Regions from separate parts of the Sus scrofa genome. Here region 2 is linked to region 1. Evidence: chromatin contacts called from public HiChIP or PLAC-seq data. All regions are on one chromosome and are shown on one strand. The core of a region is the stretch at or near the end of the contact, and the rest is flanking DNA. Distances in the headings are between cores, read along the strand shown.

Region 1 (6,713 bases), core at 2,258-4,757:
TAACTGTTGGCATGAAGGCTTTGGGACAAGGGTGGGGGAGTGATTTTGGAACCCTGCTCAGATCACTACAGGTCAGAGTCCTGGAGAGAACTGTGGGGCAAGTGGATACCAGACAGGCAAGGAGGAATTCTGGTTAGAAAGGTAGGTGGCCCAAGATGGATTTGATGCCTAGGACCAGCCAGCTGCCCCATATTCTCTTCACTTCAAGTAAGAATAGACTCTCCTACCCATCCAGTGCCCAAATATAGACCCCAAAACTAGTCCCTGGCACAGCTTTATATTGAAAAAAATTTTTTGTCTTTTTAGGGCCACACTGGTGCCATACGGAAGTTCCCAGGCTAGGGGTTGAACTGGAGCTGCAGCTGCCGGCCTACACCACAGCCACAGCAACATGGAAACCTGTGCTGCAGCTTGTGGCAATACTGTATCCTTAACTCACTGAGCAAGGCCAGGGATCAAACCAGCATCCTCATTGGATACTAGTCAGGTTCTTAATCTGCTGAACCACAACAGTTAATTTTTTTTTTTCCTTACATACAGATCCAAGAAACCAAAGTTTACAAAAAGAAGGCTCTGAGATTTTCATTAAAAATGTGCATTGATGGAGTACCCTGGTGGCCTAGTGGTTAAGGATCTGGTATTGTCACTGTCATGTCTCAGGTTTCATCCCTGGCCCAGGAAATTCCCTATGCCATGGGTGTGGCCCCTCAAGATGTGCATGAGTTAAAAATAATGGAGCAACTTGTGCAGAGGACCAGGAGGCTGAGAGGTGGGGAGGACAGATGGCTGGGGAGCAATAGCCCTTCTTTGCCAAGTGCCTCTTGGGCCAAGGGCTCCTCACCATGGTTTACTCTCATTACAGTATGTTTTCATCTTTGGGCTTAATTAACCCACTTCCTTGCCACAAATTTTCTTCATGCAGATCACTTCTCAAGGACAAAGTTAGTGGGGAAAAAAATATTTTGTAGAGGAACGAAACCTAAACATTGGAGTTCCCATTGTGGCTCAGTGGAAACAAATCTGTATCCATGAGGACGCAGGTTTGTTCCCTGGCCTCGCTCAGTGGGTTAAGGATACAGCATTGTTGTGAGCTGTGCTGTGGGTCGCAGACGTGGCTCGGATCTGCTGTAGCTATGGCTGTGGTGTAGGCTGGCAGCTCCAGCTCCAGTTCGAACCCCAGCCTGGGAACTTCTGTGTGGCCCTAAAAGACCAAAAAACCACACACACAAAAAAAAACCCTAAACATAAGTATAGTACAATTTTATAGTTGTTAACAAAGGAAGTATTTTGGAGGTTCTTTGCTGACATAGTTTGGGACTGACCCAGAACACCCTCCCTTGGAGTCCTGCAATGACAGAAAACTGCCCCTAAAAGCCATCTATTGGTTTTAAGCCTCTCCCCCTACCCCCGACATTTTTTTTTTTTTTTTTTTTTGAGAGCCAAAATGTCTGCAAATATTCTCGGCAGTTTCTAAGGATGCTTTTAAAGCCATGACTTTTCTTGGCTATCAGTTCTTTATTTAAATGCTGTGGGGTTTGTTTTCTTTCAATTTAAAAACCTGTTGAGTTCCCATTGCAGCTTAGCAGTAATGAACCTGACTGGTATCCATGAGGCCATGGGTTCAATCCCTGGCCTTGCTCAGTGGGTTAAGGATTTCGAGTTGCTTGTGAGCTGTGGTGTAGATTCCCATGTGGCTGTGGCTGTGGCTGTGGTGTAGGTGAGCAGCTGCAGCTCTGATTCAATCCCTAGCCTGGGACCTTCCATATGTCACAGGTGTGGCCCCAAAAAGACAAAATAAATAAATAAATAAATAAAAACCTGTTCCTCATAGAAATCTCAAAAAACGAAAAATGAGGCCAAAAAATCTACCAGTTTCTCTACTTGTGTATCTGTAGTTCACATTAAAATTAATCTAGATTTTTTTTTTTTGGTTTGGAGTTGGGCATATGTTTAAAAGATGTCCAAGGAGTTCCCACTGTGGTGCAGAGGGTTAAGAATCCAACTGCAAAAGCTTGGGTCTCTGCAAAGGTTTGGATTTGATCCCCAACCTGGTGAAGTAGGTTAAAGGATCCAGTGTTGCTGCAGCAGCGGTGGAATTTCCACAAGTTGGGGATACAGCCTTTAAAAAAAGAAGCAAACAGAAAAAACTCCAAGTAATTCTAAGTGCAACCAGGCTTAAATCTTCATACGCCTAATAATCAGGCATTGATTGATAGACTGATTGATTGATTCTTAAGACCAGGGCATACAGAGAATCTGCACCACAGCAGCGAAAGGAGTCATAGCAGTGACAGCGTGGAAACCTAAACCTGCTGCACCAGGAGGGAACTCCAGTTTTCTTTACAATAATTTAATGCCTAGGGTTTCAATTTCTCAAAATAATCGCCCTCATCCGGCAACTCCCTTTTGTACCATAGAATGTATTTCTTTTTAATTTTTAAACTTTTTTGCTTTTTAGGGCCACACCTGTGGCATATGGAAGTTCCTGGGCTAGAGGTTGAATTGCAGCAGGAGCTGCCGGCCTACATCACAGCCTCTGCAAAGCTGGGCTTAACCCAGTGAGCAAGGCCTGGAATCAAACCTGCAACCTCATGCATACTAGTTGGGTTGGTAACCACTGAACCACAATAGGAACTCATTTTATTTTTAAACCACTTTATTATTTTTTTCCTTTTTTGGCCACCAGGTGGTATATGGAGTTCTCTAGCCAGGTATCGGATCAGACATCCAGTGGCTACCTGGGTGCAGCAACGCGGGGTCCTTAACCCATCGTCCAGGACCGGGAATCAAATCTTTGTCCCAGCGCTCCCAAGATGCCCACGGACCGCACTGCACCAAAGCGGGGACTAAAGTATTTTATTTTTTTAAGGACTTTATGGTATTGGGTGGAATAAATACTAACTAATCTATTAATGGATATTATAATTTTCACTCCACAAGAAAAAAAGTATGCAAACTATTCCTGCAGTCTTGTTCTGCCCCCCCCAAACTTCCTGTAAAATAATTTTTTCCTAGGAGACTTGTTAATTTTTTATTTTATATTGGAGTATACTTGGTTTACAATGCTGTGAAGATAACTTTTTAAAAATCTGAATTACACAGTAACTTGTCCTCCAAAAAAATCAAAATGAGTTTTCCAGCTTTTGTTTACCCAAAACAAGCTTGTGTTCAACACCCCTTTGCACGTAAGGAAACTGCAGCTTACAAGAGAGACCACTCAAGTTGATAGGTACGAAAAGCTGCGAAGGAACTCGGATGCCCGACTGGCTGGTTGGCTGGTTTCCCGGACGCGTCCCTGCACACAAACCGTGCGCTCCCAGGACCCAGCCCGCGAGGGACTTCGCTGACGTCCACCGCAACGCCGCAGCCGGTCTTCCGGAGGAAGGCCCGCCCCCATGACTGCCTGCTTAGTTCGCCCTTCCGCTCGGCTCTTCGTTGTCATTGGCTGGCAGCAGACTATATAAGGACGTCATTTCCGCTTACCCTTCCTTTCCGCGCTGCCCAGACCGGGGTCCACACGGCGTTGTTCTTGGTGAGTTGTTTGTGGGTGTCCGGGCGTCCCCCAAGGCCACCAGAGCGAGCTTCTCGTTCAGAGGAGCAGTGCGGGGACCTGGGGGGAAGTTTTCAGACGGAGCGCGTCTGTCTCGGGCCGGCGCGCTCCCCTTCAGGTCGGGCGGCCTGCACGTGGCGGGACTCGGGCCCGTGTGTTCCCACAAGGCCTCGGAAGCAGACTGGGGCCTCGACCCCGGGTGCCGGTGGGCAGGATGCCTAGAGTTAGGCCTACGCAAAGCATTGTTGTCGCTTCAACATTCGGCGGTAAACCCAGAGATTTAGCCGCCGATATTCTCCAGTTTCTTGGGCTTGTCGGTTTTCCCTGTTCCCCGTTCAGGAGTTAGAATTTCTGATGCTGGACAGGCTAAATAAAAGGTCCAGGTTCTGTCCAAAAGAATTTGGACAAGGAATGCAAATTAGAAGTCACAGAAATTGTGGGGTAGACAGAAATGAAGCAGTTTATTAAGGGGCGGAGGCGAAAGTACTCCCAAAGAATGTAGGCGGCTTCCTGGGTGAGAAGCGCACGGAACGCTTTTTCTGATTAGGGGCGGAAGATGCATTGCTGGGAGCTTTGTGGTGGGTTCTTGATTGCACCTGGCTACATCATGTTCTGTTCTGTTGCTGCGTGTCTCCTGGAGCCGCTGCATGCGCTTTAAAAGCCATTTCACCTTACTATTAAAGCGCAAAATGTGGAAAATAGTAACGGCGATCACCTACAGCCTGAGTATAAGTACTGCGCAAGCTCGGCCAAGCTCTGAGTTTTATGGTTTTCTTTCTTTATGCCCTGCATTTGGCATACCATTTGTGAGCGCTTATACAAATGAGTGGGTGTTACAGTCATTGGTGGGGGGTGTGTGTGAGGGGTCATGTTCTCTTATTTTCATTCCAGCTGCACCTTCCCAAAGAAAGGGATTTTTGTCCTTATTTAGTTTTTACCTGAAATGTCATGAAGTTGTGCATAATGGAAACTTTACCGGCAAGGCTAATTTCATTGTAATGAAGGTATAATGTGCAAACTGGTTACATTCAGACCCTTGAAATTACTGTCTTTTCCCACCTTTCTTAGTTTTCCTCCAGGGCACTTATGTCTCCAAGATGTGTGGTTTCCTGTCATTCTGGAGATTGCTGCTTTTCTTTGTCTTCTAAGGGAATCCTGTTGTTTACGTGATGGATGGTTTCCTGCCATTTGGCCCTTGGCTCCCCTTTCTCTACTCACACCTAGACCACTCTTTCTAAAGAAAGATCACAGGATTTGTTGCAATTTTTTGTTTGTTTGTTTTTTGTCTTTTTGCCATTTCTTGGGCCGCTCCCGCGGCATATGGAGGTTCCCAGGCTAGGGGTCGAATCAGCTGTATCTGCCAGCCTAGGCCAGAGCCACAGCAATGCAGGATCCGAGCCTCGTCTGCGACCTACACCACAGCTCACGGCAATGGCCGGATCATTAACCCACTGAGCAAGGGCAGGGATCCAACCCACGACCTCATGGTTCCTAGTCAGATTCGTTAACCACTGCGCCACTACGGGAACTCCCTGTTGCAGTTTTTTAAGATGTGGTATATCTATTAATATTGTCTCATTCCACTAGACTAATCCCTCTGTAGGAAGTGTGGTCCATGGTGAGATTTAAACATTGTCATTTAACTCGAGGGGTGTTAGGATGCACTTGTTACCCCATCCCATTTGACTCAGTGAAACGGCCTTTTAATTTTTTTCAGATTCCCGTCGTAACTTAAAGGGAGACTTTCACAATGTCCGGAGCCCTCGATGTCCTACAAATGAAAGAGGAGGATGTCCTCAAGTTCCTTGCAGCAGGAACCCACCTTGGTGGCACCAACCTTGACTTCCAAATGGAACAGTACATCTACAAAAGGAAAAGTGATGGTCAGTCATCACTTCAGGTTTTTTTTGTTTCCCTTCTTTATTACAGTTAGAAGGACAATTATTAACCATCCTATTCTGATTGGTAGTGCTGGTGATGTGATTTCTAAAATATGAAAACTCTCTCATGAAGTATTAGGTTAAACTATAGATTGGTAAGAAGATTTAAAAGAGTAAAGGTGGGAGTGCCTGTTGTGGCTCAGTGGTTAATGAATCCAACTAGGAACCATGAGGTTGCAGGTTTGATACCTGGCCTCTCAGTGGGTTAAGGATCCAGCATTGCTGTGAGCTGTGGTGTAGGCTGACAGCTGTAGCTCTGATTGGACCCTAGCCTGGGAACTGCTGCAGGTGTGGCCCTAAAGAGAAAAACAAAAAACAAACCAGTAAAGGTGAAATTCCCTCGTGGTGCAGTGGGTTAAGAATCTGGCATTGACACTGCCGTGGATGGGTTTGATCCCTGGCCTGAGAACTTAAACATGCTGTAGGTGCAGACACCTGCCCCCAAACAAAAAAACTTAAGTAAAAGTGCTCTGGTGTGTTCCCCTCACCCCCAAAGTCTTTAGGGCTGTGCCTGAGGCATATGGAAGTTACCAGGCTAGGTGTTGATTCAGAGTTGTAGCTGCCAGCCTATACACCACAGCCATAGTAACATGGGATCTGAGCCATGTCTGTGTCCTATACCACAGCTCATGGCAACACCAGATTTCTTAAACTGAATGAGGCCAGGGATCAAACATGAATGCTCATAGATCTTAGTCGGGTATATTATGAGCTCAGCCACGATGGGAATTCTTGTAAAACTGAATTTTGAGAGGAAGGTAGAGCCAGAGATGGGAATAAAGAATTTAGCTTGCTTTGTATCAGAAAAGGGAAGGTAGGTTGTGATGAGAATATGGAAGTCATTAAGTTCTTTGGCTTAGCGATGGAATCACTGAAAGACCTAAGCTGGTATGCTACATGGTTTAAACAAGTTTGGGATGAATCTAACATCAGGACAGATAACGGAAAGAGTGGTAAGAGGCTAGGAAGCAGGTAAGGGCTTGTAGGATTCCATGTGGGGTGCCTGAAGATTGATTGACTTTGCATACTGAATCAATTCTGCACGCTATTAAAGCTCAGAGTAGAGGCCAGTCTTGGCCAATGAACTTCTGAGTGTCGGAAGTGTGCTATATTAATGGCAGGATTTTCGCTAACACCAGTAGAGCTTGCCTCTATGACTGGAGTTTGATAGTACTCTCTGCCACATGCATTAAGCTTTTTAGAAGAATATTCACTTGGAAAGC
Region 2 (6,713 bases), core at 2,288-4,787, 500 kb after region 1:
ACTCTGAGTGCAGCAGCTGGTGCCATTGGTCAATGATGCTCACTGAAGCAGGAAACTCGAGTACATATCGTCACAAGACCACCACAACCAGAAACCTCTGGATGGATGAGGACCCTAGGTCCTCACCTGTTAGCATGTCTTCATGACTAGACAAGATAAGAAACAGCTGCATTAAAACCCACCATTGTCTTTATGGCAGGCAAACTCCTGGGGACACTGTCCACTACATCACAGTGTACCCTTTATGAGAGCCCAAGAAAAACACCTCCTGTGGCTCAGGGCCAGGCAGTCATTCCTCCTGCGCAACTGGTATGTTTTCATTCTGTAGATGTACAGATTTTCTAACTGATTTTCTCTTTGTCCGAATTATTAGAAAATTAAAAGCTAGATCTAGGATCTATCTTAGTTTGGGGGCTTTCATTTTTCAACTATTCTAACTTTTTATTTTTTATTCTCTGTAGGAGATCTAAACTCCCTTTGGAAATAAGGCAGGAACTAATCACCTTAAACTAGGCTGGAACTATTTGGAACTAAAAATACTAGATTTTAAGCACGTTAATTTGTTCCTTTTATAACTTTACATATAGGTCAAACCCTTTCACACTAAACCAGCACTGTCCGATAGAAATAGTATGTAAGCCACATGTAATCGGAAATTTTCCAGTAGCCATATTTTATTTACTTATTTATTTTTCTTTTTAGGGCCGCACCTGCGGCACACAGAAGTTCCTAGGACAGGGGTCAAACCAGAGCTGTAGCTACCGGCTTAAACTACAGTCACGGCAACACAAGATCCAAGCCGAGTCTGCAACCTACACCACAGCTCACAGCAATGCCAGATCCTTAACCCACTGAGCAAGGCCAGGGATCGAACCTGCATCCTCATGGATACAGGTCGGGTTCATTACTGCTGAGCCACGATGGGAACTCCTAGTAGCCACATTTCAAAATGAAAAGAAACAGGTGAAATTGAGACAACCGAAGTCTTTGAAAGCTCAGTATGTACTTTATACTGAAAGCTCATCACAACTTGTTCCAGCTGCACTGCAAGTGCTCAGTGGCCACATGTGGCTAGTGGTTCCTGAATTGTACAGGTCAGGTCTAAGCATAAAGGATCTGAAATGATGACCATAGTGTCGGGGGAGTTTTCCAGGTTATAATTACAAATGCATCTGACCTATATTCGTAGTTGGCTTTGATTGAAGATTTCTGAGCTCCTGGGAGTTTCTGAAGCAAATACTAGGTATAAGAAAGTATAAGATCTTCTGACAAGGGTAATGACCATGCAAACCCCAAGATTTTGGATCTTTCTTAGCTTCTCTGTGGCTTTTTTTTTTTCCCCTTGACTGGACCATCCTTGGCTCCTTCTAAGAAACAACATAATATAAAATGGTTTGGGACATCTGCTAAGAAAGAAGAAAACAAACACATTTGTTTATTCTGAACTTCATCCAGAGAGTATTAAAAATGACCTTAAAGTGTGCTAATAAAGGTACAAAGTCAAAGGGCAGAAACACTGCAGGTGTAATCAACAAATGAACAACAAAATTTTGATTCTCGTTTTAGAACCAGCTCTAAAATTTTACACTTTAGTTTGGATAATAAAAGTGTTGTTCATTTAAATCATGAGTAAAAGACCAAAAATGGATTTAGATACCTGAGAATTGAGAATTTGATGTTTTTAGACAAATTATTTAACCTGTAAAAGCCTCCATTTCTACCTGAGTATAGAGTAACAACTACATCAAAGAATGGCTACAAAGATTAATAATATTATGTATAAAGCTTACAACCAGCTAATAGTATGCATTCAATAAATGGTACTATCGTTATAGTTGATCACAAAAGATTATTAAATTCAAGTATTCCTAACCTGGGGTCTGCAGATTCTTGGTCCATGGCTAAAACTGCGGGGGGTGGGAGGGGAAGGGATTCCTAAAATTGGATGGGAAAAAAGACTACCTACATTTTCACTAATCTCTCGCCAAAATCTAGCTTTTTTTTCCATTATGAATGCTGTTAACATCCCAGAATTATCTGAAGGATGTTCAACTTGGCACCAATAGAAGCTACAGATATTTTTATATTACACTTCTGATGCTACAGACATCTCAAAGTATCTTTTCCTTGGCACCTTTTTGAAATTCCAGCTGTTGTTAGACCTGCTATTAGATCTTGTTAATTAATGCATTAGTAAAGAAGTAATACTATGTTATCAATGTACTGTTTTTAACTTTAATGTAATAGGTTTCCTTTGTAATCCTACATGTTTTATTTCTTAAAGCATGATTCTGAGGGGTCTATAAACTTTCACAAGTCTGCCATGGCACAAACAAGGTTAAGAATCCCTAACTTTTTAGTCCATATTTGCTTTCAGAAAATCAACCAAGTTTGACAATTGACCACCTGCCTGGGTGAGCCTATTCTCATGGCCTCAGGTTTGTTTTTCTGTGTATAGTTTGTTAGGGAGATATTACAGTTCTGGTACCTATCAGTTAACCTTCCTGTTCTGTGTTCAAGTTGTCAAGCTGGTTTTCTGGTATGTTCCATGGAGCTCGGGGATATACTTGGGCCCCCACTGAAGCTAGGCAGTGGTTCTTAACTGCGGTCCCAGACCAGTAGCATGAGCATCGCCTGGCAGCTTGCTGGATTTGCAAATTCTAGGGTCATGCCCCAGACGTCCTGAAACAAGCCCTGGGGAAATGCCCACTGGAGTTTGAGAATCACCGCGCTAGGCAATCTGAGGGCGGTCCAATCCTGAGCGAGAGACTCTCATATCGACTTTTCAGAGGGACTTACAGAGCTCCTGCAACCGAGCGAGGCAGGAGGTGGGGAGGTAGGGGAGGTGCTGAGGGGCTGCCATCGAATCGAAAGCCGGGGCTACGAGCCTTGTTTTGGTCCTCTAACCCAGATTTTACTTACATTACACGGGGCCTCGAGGGTGACTGATGATCATCGCCCCCCTCAGCACCAAACCCTCTGCGCAGGCACTGTACGGCCAAAGAAGGGGACTCAAGGGAGAACCTGCGAGCGCCCCACGAAAACTGCTCTAGACCTGCAGGTTCGGGCCAGTTGGGTCTGCAGCCCGCTGGACCTCTCCCAGCCCCACCGCCTGGAGCTGGGGAGCGCACTCCCTGCTGGGAATTGAGGTCCCGTAAGCCTGCTCGCCCCGAGCTTTCCGGGGTCTCTCGCGTTATGAAAACTACAAGTCCCAGAGCGTCTGGCGCGGGAGGGTCACGTGTGGGGCGGCGGGCGCGGCTAAATAGTGTCCGTCCGCCATTTTGTGGGAGAAGCCGCAGCGCCGCCTCTTCTCTCGCGTTCTCGCATCCGTCGCCGCCGCCTCTTCCTCCGCCTCCTACTTCGCCTCTTCCTGCCTCCTCCCGGCTTCCGCCGCCGCCGCTCCAGCCGCATCCCTACCTCGGGGCGAAGCGTCTCCTTATTTATTTCCGTTTTCTCGCCACTCCAGCCTCCTGACACGGTGATCCGGGCGGGCCCCGCAGGAATTTTATCCCTTCACCGGCCTCACACTAGTATCGCATGTCCACTATCCAGAACCTCCAATCTTTCGGTAAGATCGGGCCCCTCACATTCCCCGCGCGCCTCTCGGCCAGCCGGCCGCCCCTGCCTGTCCCCACCAGGGCCGCTTGCCGGCCCCCCTGGCCCAGAGGGCCCCCAACTGCCCTCCCCGCACCCCGAGTGGGGCTTTGTCTCGGCGCCCGAAAGATGGCGACGGGCCCCTGGCGACCCCCTCCCGGAGGACGGCCCCGGACCCCGTCCCCGAGCCCCGGCCTCGGGCCCCGTGCCGCCCTCTGGCCTGCCCCTAGATTTGTCTGCTCCTCGCTTCTGCCCTCTGCCACCTCTTCAACCCCGATCCGCCTGCAGATCTGCCCCTGCTGCTCTCCGGGGGGAGGCTGGCCCGGAGCTGGGGGATCGGCGCCCATTAGCGGTCGGGACTGTTTGCGAGCGACTCTCGGGGGCGTTTAGTAACAGACGCGGATCAGGCCGCTCATCTGTCACAGGGCAGTGGCCCAGTCTTCTCCGCTCCCGTAGTAATTTGTAAAATTACTCTTGATTGCTGTATATATATCTTTCTTACTTTTTTCGAGGCAGAGTTACGGTTAAATGATTGGAGTGGCATCTGTGAATGTTTCTGTTGTCATCAGAATAGTCGAGATGACGCACATTTTTATAGTGGTTATAAAACTATAAAATCTCTTTTCTCTCATTAGAGGATTTTATTCAACAATAACATTATCTACCTGTAACAACGTTTTTCTGTTCGGGTATCAGTGGACATACGTGTTTAAAATCTCTTTGTGAGAGTACCTTGGAGATTTTATTAATTTTTACCCTTACCACCCCCCCCCATCCTCACCTGCAGAAAAAAAAGCAGAGGCACCAGAACCTTCTTCGCAGAGTGCCTAGATGGTAGCGTACCACCTCTCTGGAGATTACTAACTAAAAGATATTTTCCTGCTTTGGATTTTTTTGTATCCTTTTGCAGACCCCTTTGCTGATGCAACTAAGGGTGACGACTTACTCCCGGCAGGGACTGAGGATTACATTCATATAAGAATCCAGCAACGGAACGGCAGGAAGACACTGACTACTGTTCAGGGCATTGCAGATGATTATGACAAAAAGAAACTTGTGAAAGCTTTCAAAAAGGTAAAGGTGTTAGGAGGAAGAGACTAAAATGTAGTTATTGATGCACACCTCTAAATAGGATTACGTTTCACACGTATACTTGACTGTCAATGTGGGTGAAAATGATTAGATCCAAGAAAACTGTTCATGCTCCTAATTAACATTCAGATCTATGGTCTTTCATCTTAAAATAAGATTTACATGGCTCTCAAGCAAAATAAAATAAAAAATGCTTAGTTTCCATGTTCCCAGTAAAAATCATTTTCTCTGTGACCTGCTGATTCATTTTCAAATTAATTCAGGGGTTATAGGAGACAAATGCTGTTTCTTAAATGTAATCAAGTTTACTGAAATAGCTAATTTTAGTCTTAGGGTACAAATAAAATCTCATTGTATTTGACTCAGTTATGTTGAACCTACTTCTCCAGAAATTTGCCTGTAATGGTACTGTGATTGAACATCCTGAATACGGAGAGGTTATTCAGCTTCAAGGTGACCAAAGAAAAAACATTTGCCAGTTTCTCTTGGAGGTGAGTGATTGGGTGCTTTATGTATAACTGAGGTTGTATTGTATTTAAAGGCAATGTGAATTATTACGTCCTTAGTAAAAAATCATGTGAATGAAGCAAATCAGTTACTTCAAATACAAAGTTGGTACTTAATTTGAAGGCAGGAGGGCCAGTTTATTTTGTCATTAGTGACCTGATCATTCCTATGTCCATTTAGGATGTTTTGTGGCATGTCAAGTTATTACAATGTGTGTTGAATTGTTTGTTATTAACCGTTATGCCACAAATAACAGTGTTGCAATAACCTATTAACAGTGATTCTTTTTGGTGACTGCTCTATGTTTTCTTAGGGATGAATTTATATATTATTCAGAGTGATTCTGCTAAATTTTATTTTGCTGCAGGTTGGCATTGTCAAGGAGGAGCAACTTAAGGTTCATGGATTCTAAAATGAACCTAAATACTTGGAGAATTTCTTGAGTAATTTTGTTCTCTAAACCCAGTTTGGCTGCCTCGTGAAATGATTCTCCGCAGTAAATGGACTTTTCATTTATTTAATCATTCAAACTTCCATTCACATCTGCATGATTACAGAAAACATGGGGTATGTAGGCTAGTAACACATAAGAAAATTTCAGTAAGATGGTAATGAAACCCCGTATTCATCTTAACATGTTTCCAATGGAAAATATTTTGTTTTGAGTGTTTATTTGTTTTATTGTTCAGTTTATTACTTTTCACTTGATTAAATGTTTTTTGTTGTATTAAACCATGTATGTTGCAGCTTAACAATAAAAAAAAAAAAAAAAAAAAAACTGAATCCTTTTGTGAGCAGTTAGGCTCCCAAATTTAAGCAAGTGATATACACATATATTTTGTCTTTCAAAATTGGAGTTCTCATTCTGTTTATTCTTTCCAGTTAATTTCAGATGCTGTTAAAGCTAGAGGAGAACCTTTATTAAATGCAACTTGTGTTCTTCATTTACTGACTTAAGAATAGAACAGGAGTATAAACTTAGCCAGAGCCAAGAAATTGTCAGAATGTACTGCTTAAATTTTTAAGTGAGGAGTTTCTGTTGTGGCACAGCGGAAACAAATCTGACTAGGAACCATAAGGTTGAGGGTTCAATCTCCGGCTTGCTCATTGGGTTAAGCATCTGGTGTTGCCGTGAGTTGTGGTGTGGGTCGCAGACGCAGCTCAGATCTGATGTGGCTGTGGCTGTGGTGCAGGCCAGCAGCTGTAGTTCCAGTTAGACCCCTAGCCTGGGAACCTCCATATACCACAGGTGCGCGCCTAAAAAGCAAAAAAAAAAAAATTTTAATGAAAATGAAGCGTAGTTTAAACTTAATTACTAGCATGTAGAGTTATTTTATTCCTTCTTATTAGTTGTATTACTGGGATACCAACACAAGTCCCTCCCTAAGTGCCATATAACACAATAGGTTCCTGACATACACAGGCACTGCCCCACAAAGGTGGGTGGGTAGGTGGTACCACTGTCCTACAGATAGAAGACACTGACGTTGGGGTTGACTTCCCTAGAGTGCCAGAAGGTG

What was found. HiChIP or PLAC-seq counts read pairs in DNA pulled down with a chosen protein or histone mark.
Region 2: a contact with region 1 is called in an H3K27ac HiChIP or PLAC-seq map of skeletal muscle, with 4 times the contacts expected there. The contact joins the promoter of EIF1B here to the promoter of RPSA in region 1. A contact is called at or near these places in 2 of 47 Hi-C or Micro-C datasets (embryonic fibroblasts and liver) and 1 of 2 datasets of contacts at active chromatin or transcription factors (skeletal muscle).

The regions. Positions count from the first base shown.
Region 1 is chr13:24,069,044-24,075,756 of Sscrofa11.1, forward strand. RPSA (ribosomal protein SA) reads left to right here and starts at 3,508. Exons shown (of 7, transcript NM_001037146.2): 1 at 3,508-3,532; 2 at 5,268-5,433. The coding sequence starts at 5,301.
Region 2 is chr13:24,571,646-24,578,358 of Sscrofa11.1, forward strand. It overlaps EIF1B (eukaryotic translation initiation factor 1B), which reads left to right and starts at 3,538. Exons shown (of 4, transcript NM_001001635.1): 1 at 3,538-3,568; 2 at 4,505-4,668; 3 at 5,076-5,177; 4 at 5,561-5,841. The coding sequence starts at 3,538. The coding sequence ends at 5,605. All of the region lies in intron 2 of LOC110256427 (a long non-coding RNA gene), which reads right to left.